2 separate regions of the Sus scrofa genome follow, and region 2 is linked to region 1. A link is a contact called in public promoter capture Hi-C data. All regions are on one chromosome and are shown on one strand. Each heading gives the region's core, a stretch centred on a gene start, on an enhancer-like site or on the middle of the called end of the contact. The rest is flanking DNA. Distances are from core to core; before and after follow the strand shown. Region 1 holds the start of SNX12 (sorting nexin-12). Region 2 holds the start of TAF1 (transcription initiation factor TFIID subunit 1).

Region 1 (3,919 bases), core at 28-2,527:
CTGTTTCTTAGCTGGATGCCTTTGCATATGCTATTCCTTCTGCAAGAAATTACCTTTCCCCATTTCTACTCCTGGTTGTCTTTTACATCTTTTCATGTGTGTCAAACTCACATAGTTCCTCCTCCAGGAAGCCTTCCCTAACTCCTCCAAGTATTCATGTCCTCTGCACTGCTTTGAACATTCATTTATTTTGTATTTGTCACATTATCATAGTTTTATTCACTTATCTCCCTTTCTAGAATGTTAACTCCTTGAGGGCAGGGACTCTTACTGAACTCTAGGTCTTTAGTATTTAGCACGGTGCCTGACACATGAGTAGTTGCTTAGGAGATATCAGTTAAATTGAATTAAATAACTTAATTGTGAAATTATAGGACCTTGTACTCCGTTGAAAGAATTTCAGGCATAAATGACATGGGAATTTTTTTTTTTTTTTTTTGAGCAGAAGAGTGCTGGTGCAAAGAGGAGAAAGGATGACCTAAAATTAGCACTATTGATATGGGCGCTACTCCCTTTAAATGGGCTATGTGTAAATTTGTCATATAAATACTAGTATTTCTATAGATATTCTCATGAAGACACATATTCTATCTCCATTACGGGCTGCAAGCAAGCAACCTCAGAGTGCCAAGTGTGGAGTTTTGCAGAATAGAAATAGAAGGTATTGAAAGAAATGCCCTTGGTTTGCTGAGAACACTTGAAATTAGCTTTTATGTGGCAACAAGTGGAGGATAAAGATATGCCCAAATTTTCCTAAGAAGTGAGAATGAGAAATCGTCTTTTTTGACCTCATGCTCACTGCTTTTTTGGCACCATAAATAGGGCTCAATTGCGTGTGAAATGAATTGAAACTATCAGTAGCACAAGTGGCTGGGCTGCGTTCTAGGTTCTTAATACTATTGTCGGAACCCCACCCTCCGGAGACCACCCTTCTACTTTCGTGCAAAACCGGTACTTATTCAGGTCACGGGGCTTCGGCCTATCACTGCAGAATCCAAGCTTGCGGGGCAGTGCCCACTGCAGATTGACGCATGGTGTAAGACAATTTCTTGGGCTGAGGAGCAGCGATTGGCGGATCTCGCCTATAGTGCTTCCCAGGACACTAGGGGTGTGCGTATTGGAAATGCAGGTTCCGGGGCGGCCAGTAACACCGCCCGGAAGTCTGAATGAGGCCTCCTCCGACAGCACTTCCAAACGACCTCATGGCCGCTATTCAGAGTGCCCGGCCCCGGGCAGCGGCAGCGTGCGCGTGCGTGCGTGCGTGCGTGGGCGCGCGTACGCGGTGCCGCCGTCAGTAGGTTGGCTGGTTATTTTGCAAGCGGGAGGGGCCGTGCGCGCTCCTGCCTCCGGCTTCTGTCCCCCACCCCCCCTTCCCCGGTCCCGGTTTCTCCTTCGGAAAGATGTCGGACACGGCAGTAGCTGACACTCGGCGCCTTAACTCGAAGCCGCAGGACCTGACCGACGCTTACGGGCCGCCAAGTAACTTCCTGGAGATCGACATCTTTAATCCACAGACGGTGGGCGTGGGCCGGGCGCGCTTCACCACCTATGAGGTTCGCATGCGGGTGAGTCACGGGGTGAGGGAGACAGCTGAGGGAGGACCGGGCGGCTGGGCGGGGAGGAGGCTGCCATAGGGACGGCTAATGGTGGAGAAGGCACTTGAGGGGTCATTTGGGGGTTGGGGTGTTACAGGTTTGCAGAGAGGTCTGCACATTCGGTTGTGGCCCGAGGATACAGAAAACTCCTGAGGGGGACATCAGACTGGCTTGAGGGAAAGCAAGTAGCCATGAGCAAGAAATGAAGCATGACTGAAGGCGGTAGGGAGGATGGAGAGGATTAGAGTGATATATTCAAGGAAATAGGGATCAGAACTGTAGCAACACAAGGGGTTAAGGAAGAGTGGAAAAGAGCTGGTGATGGCAAGCCAAGGCGGGGGTCCCATTACTAAACTAGGTTGTGGGAAGTCAACCTGAAGAGGGGGAACCGGAAGGCCTGGCTTCCTCCTAATGAGGTCTCCCTGGATGATGGCGTTAAGCAGAGCCTGGATTAAAGGGAAGAGAGACACCAGGAAAGGAAGACAGTGGGCTTGGTGGAGAGACTCTTCTAGGAGAGTCCCCTTGGACTGAGTGCTTCCCAGACTTGCGTAGAATTAACATCTGAAGGAGAGAAGTGTTTTATGCTTAAGTTTTCTCAGGTACTACATGCTCACTGGAAAACCTGACCTTGCACTCAGATTGGTGGCTTGTTAGTTGCTGCCCTCATCCTGTGCTGACCCTTTAGATTTGAAGTATCCAGAATGTTTATTTCAATATTTACTGGCTCTCATTTGGGTTTTCTGTATATAAATGGCCGTTTGCCCTTTCTGCTCTAGGTTAACCTTTTGGATTCATTATATTAATCCCTGGTCTGTATTTAACTTTAACATCTGACATTTCAAGACTGCCCCAGGAATGGCTTCTTCCAGTGTGCACTACAGAGGACTTTATTCTCTAGTTCTTAGTCCACAACGCTAGGGTGGAATGTGCAGAGTACATGGTTTGCAGGTTCTTTGGCCCCATTGAAGTGGTTACAGGCAAAAAGTTTGAGAGCCGTTTTCTAATTTTCCTTATGTTTTCTTCTCAGACTAGAGGGCCAGAATATTCTCTATGGACAGCATGCTGCTCAAACAGCATTTGAAGACCTAAAAGAGTGTATGTGCTTTCATTTTTGATTGAATGAATTGAATGAGAGAGTGTGCTCTCCCATCTGGGTTTTTGAAATCAAATTGAGAAATGATCATCTCCAAATTCAAGTTTGGAGAAGTCCAAACTGAAGAAACGCTGATAGCAAAAAATGAGAAAAACTTCTCTATATCAGGACTGTTCGAAATCATCTCTCTGGGGAAGAATGGGAGGTAGATCCCTCAAAATATGATAAAAGCTGGGAATTGTTAGTGGTAGAGAACCTAATTACCTGAGGAAGCCTGGGCGTAACTTGTTCATTTTAAGAACTCTGCTGTAGGGTTTTGAAGACATTGTCTTGATGTATAACCCAAGAACCATAGGGATTATGAACGGAATTGTTCTCTTCTTCAGACTAGTAATAACTGCAGGGACTGTTCATCTGGTGCCTACTGTGAGCCAGGCACTGAATTACGTTTTAGTTTTTTTTTTTTTTTTTCTATCTTTTTAGGGCTGCACCCGAGGCATATGGAGGTTCCCAGGCTTGGGGTCTAATCGGAGCTGTTGCTGCTGGCCTGTGCCACAGCCATAGCCACGCCAGATCCAAACCGCGTCTGTGACCTACACCACAGCTCACAGCAACGCTGGATCCTTAACTCATTTAGCAAGGCCGGGGAATCTGTGTCCTCATGGATGCTAGTTAGATTTGTTTCCACTGAGGCACGATGGAAACTCCAAGTTTTAGTTTTCAAATTCTTACAAAAACACCCTTTTTACAGATAGGAAGCTCAGGAAGAATGCAGTTTAACTTGCCCAAGTACACATAACTAATAAGTGGCAGGGCTGGGATTTGAATGCAGGTTGATCTGATCCAAAGCCCATCATACTCTTTCCACTACACTTTAGTCTCTTTGGCAATGCTTAGTTGCAAAACTTTAGTGTACAAATTTTTTTCTACCCACTAAGCTTTTCATCAGTCCTTTCCACAATTACAAATTGTATAGCGATGATAGGGTTGATTGCAGTTCCTAATTCTGTGGGTTTGAGTTAATTTGTATTTATGTTAATTTGTATGGCTATATAGGCTTTTAATATTTAATATTTTATTCTATTTTAATATTTTATCAAAAAAGAGGAAAGTTGGTAAAATCATCCAGTTTTAAATTGGTAGGCACTATAGGGAGCCTGAGACTCAGAGAATGGGCTTTGAGAGTTAGGCATTGTGTATGGTAGAAGAAAATGGTACTGACATTTTTTCT
Region 2 (3,830 bases), core at 893-3,392, 270 kb before region 1:
CATTGATGTCTGAATAGTCCACAGCATCTTCTGTACTCCTGATCCATCCTATAAAGTAAGGAGGAGGAAGATCTAAACAAAAAGCAAATAACTCTCACTCACTTAGATAATTCCCGCTGAAAAGTACACGTAACAGTAAGTGGCTAGCCTCCTCCCCCATCTTACTCCACACAACCCAGACTTCACCTTCATCATTTACCAGGGCACCATCAGTCCCAGTCAATTCTTCATTTGCTGTGAGTTCAGTGATCAGGCTGCCCAGACCCAAAGCCCCCAAGCCTGCCAAGTGCTTCTTACACTCCTGAAAAAGGGACAGCGCTAGAATCAAAGACAATTAACTAAATGTTTCCCACACCATAAGGCTTATTTCTCAGCTCCACAAGTGATAAATCCATATATAAAATGACTCAGTGATGTGCTAAGGGAGCACCACATTTGAGAACTGTAAAGTACATCTTCCACTGAACTCAACATTGATCAGATCTTTATTATCATGTCCAATTTCACCACCATTTAAAGTAATGTAAGAAAAAGATTATTCGGAGTTCCCGTCGTGGCGCAGTGGTTAACGAATCCGACTAGGAACCATGAGGTCGCGGGTTCGGTCCCTGCCCTTGCTCAGTGGGTTAAAGATCCGGCGTTGCTGTGAGTTGTGGTGTAGGTCGCAGACGCGGCTCGGATCCCGCGTTGCTGTGGCTCTGGTGTAGGCCGGTGGCTACAGCTCCGATTCAACCCCTAGCCTGGGAACCTCCATATGCCGCGGAAGCGGCCCAAGAGATAGCAACAACAACAACAACAAAACAACAACAACAAAAGACAAAAAAAGAAAAAAGAAAAGAAAAAGATTATTCAAGGAACCACTACCAAGACTGAATGAATGTAACAGCAGTTCTCTGAATAAAGGCTAAGGAAACTGAGGTCATTTCGAAGAGAAAGCAAAGGCAGGAACTTTATTGCTATCTTTTATTTGTATTGCAGGGAAGGAGGAATATTGTTGGTCAATATTTTCTCCTTGAAATAATGAACTTAAATGAGTACAGGTGAGTGTCCGCTGGCCACAGGAAACTACTTCAGGACCCTCAACGAACAGTGGGAAAACCATGTAAGAAGTGCCCTGGAACCAGAAGGGGTCTGCCCTGGATGGTTAAGAACTGGGGCCTGAACCACATGATTTGTTGCAGATCAGTCCTCTTGCTCTAGAGCCACGTCTAGTCAGTGAGGTCACAAAGGCAGACAGTTTCAAGAAATAGCCAAGGCTCTTACGGCAATGGTTTGAAAGCAATCACTAGGTTAAGCTGCTATTTTTCCTATTCCCTGGTCAAGAAGAATTAGCTTGGAAGTCACCCATATCAGCGTCGCTGACGTACCAGGTCTTGCCTATCGTTCTCCTCTCTGGCCCCAACCCTCGTCCAGAACCGAGCCCCCTAGTTCTGGGTTACAACACAACCCACTAGCAGCGCAGCCGCTTCTCTGGTTTTCTCGCACGTTGAGCGCGCCCTCTAGTCTCCTGTCCTAAGCACCCTCAACTCCCCTCACTTCACGTATTCCCTAGCCGATCCACCCTCCAGCCCTATTCCCTCTCCCACCCCCTCACATCGTCCAACACGCTTTCCCCCTCCAGCTGCCCGGCTCCATTGATGTTGCCGAAAAGGAAACCGGTTAAAGAAAATGGGCCGCCTCCAGCGGAATCTTCATCGCTGTCTGTGTCCGACATGATGGCGGCGTCGGTGCCGGCAGCTGCTACAGGCAACGGCAAATCGCAGCTTCGTCCCATAGACCGGAAATAAAAATGAGTCGCCCAGAAGTGACTCGCAGAGTTCCTACACCTTACCAGCCCCCACCGGAAGCGGCATAAAGGAAAAAAAGAACCGGAAAGACCGCCCGTCCTACGAGAAAGGAGAATTGGTGTCACTACTTTACTAGCGGCTTTGGATTGGACTATCCGCGCTGGATTCGTGGAAAGCGGTTGGTCAAAGAAAATACTTGGTCCCGCCCCCATCCACTTTTCTGCGTAGGCTCCGTGTCTGCGCACTGAGGGAGCGACGGCTATTTCTCCAATCAGAAGGAGTCACCTGGGTCACATGGTCTGCGTCCCGGTAACTACACGTCACTACGGCACAGGAAATGGAAGTAAGGGTTGGGTCCTTTTCATCTCTGCTATCAGTTGCTTTACCGCTTCGTCACTGTGCCAAAGGTACCTTTGCAGGTTGGTTGTTTTGAATTGACACACACCCCCTTTTTTTCGGGGTGTTAAAGTAAAAGGTGAATAAAATAGCCGACCCTTCACCTAGATTCAGTTTAAACACTGCCAGTTTTTGTTTCCCCGAACCTTTTGAAAGTCTTCACCCCAAAAATACTTTTTTCTACATAGCCACAATACTATTAGCACATCTTAAGAACTTAACATTAATTCAATATCGTTTAACATACAGTCCATGTTTAAATTTATTCAGTTGTCTTAATTGGAGCATTTTACATTTCAGTCCGGGATCCATTCAGGGTTCAGCCTCTTTCTCTGTGTTGCATGATACTACTACATTTTGGGAAGAATTCATCTAATTTTTTCTTTAAAGCGATTCAAGTTAAATATCTTACCGGCAGCCATCAGAAAGCACAATGTCAGGTTGTCCCAATGTTGCTGATGCTGAATTTGATCACTTCAAAAAAGGGTGTCCACCAGATTTCTCTGTCGCAATAGCACATTTTTCCTCTTATAATTAGTACATAATCTAGGGGGTGATACTTTGAAATCGTGTATATATTCTATTCCCCATCGCCCTTACACCTAAAGGTTTTAGCATCTGTTGGTGATCCTTGCCTGAATCAGTTATTGGAAGAGTGCAAAAGGGTGATTTTGCTAATTATTAATTCCTTCTACATTTATTAACTGGACTTAGTAAAGGAGAACTTTCCCTTTTCTTACCTCTTTTCTTGCATTTTTATTTTAATGTGTTACAGTCTAGCACCATTATTATCTTTGATGCTCTGACTGTCCACTGGGAACCACTTCACTCTGGCTCCTGTGTCCTTTTGATATGAGCACGTCCTTGCTTTTTGGCACAAGGTGTTCAAGACTTACTCTTATTATTATTGAGCACGTCCTTGCTTTTTGGCACAAGGTGTTCAAGACTTACTCTGTGCATTCCCTGTCGCAGACCTGATATAAGCCATTTCTCCAAGTGGCCCTGGTTCTTTTTAGTGGGGAATAGTGCTTAGAAACTGGGGCATCGTTGCTTGTAGGCCCTTTCATTGGAGAGAACTAAAAAAAAAATAAAATAAAAGAATGAGTTTATACTAACACCTTCAATTCAAAGCTAACACCACCTAGAGTTCCCCATTGTGGCTCAGCAGGTTATGAACCCTACTAGTATCCATGAGGATGCAAGTTCGACCCCTGGCCTCGCTCAGTGGGTTAAGGACCCAGTGTTGCCATGAGCTTTGGCATAGGTCACTGACTTGGCTTGAATCCTGCATGGCTGTGGCTGTGGTGTAGGCTGGCAGCTACAACTCCAGTTGGACCCCTAGCCTGGGGATTTCCATGTGCCACAGGTGTGGCCCTAAAAAGAAAAAAAAAAGTTAGAATACTATTTATACATTCTTTTTGTTTTGTTTTGTTTTTTTCCACTTAATAATATAGCCTGGAAATCACACTGTACCACTTCATAGGGTTCTTCCTCATTCTTTTTTTTAATGTCTGCTTAGTACTTCACTGCATGGATGTCCTGTGGAATATTCTAACAGTAGTTATATTTCTAGGCCAGATAACAAAGCTCTACAAAAACCTGCATGTAGGGCGTGGCCCTCAAAAAGACAAAAAAGCAAAATGGAAG

The links. Promoter capture Hi-C pulls out the DNA fragments that hold promoters and counts their contacts.
Region 2: a promoter capture Hi-C map of liver shows a contact between it and region 1, with 2.9 times the contacts expected there. The contact joins the promoter of TAF1 here to the promoter of SNX12 in region 1. A contact is called at or near these places in 1 of 5 promoter capture datasets (liver) and 1 of 47 Hi-C or Micro-C datasets (embryonic fibroblasts).

The regions. Positions count from the first base shown.
Region 1 is chrX:57,105,994-57,109,912 of Sscrofa11.1, reverse strand. SNX12 (sorting nexin-12) reads left to right here and starts at 1,277. Exons shown (of 4, transcript XM_001928070.5): 1 at 1,277-1,565. The coding sequence starts at 1,401.
Region 2 is chrX:57,380,523-57,384,352 of Sscrofa11.1, reverse strand. TAF1 (transcription initiation factor TFIID subunit 1) reads right to left here and starts at 2,142. Exons shown (of 38, transcript XM_021079953.1): 1 at 1,595-2,142; 2 at 187-301; 3 at 1-48. The coding sequence starts at 1,999. It overlaps LOC110257711 (a long non-coding RNA gene), which reads left to right and starts at 2,119. Exons shown (of 2, transcript XR_002340621.1): 1 at 2,119-2,206; 2 at 3,757-3,830.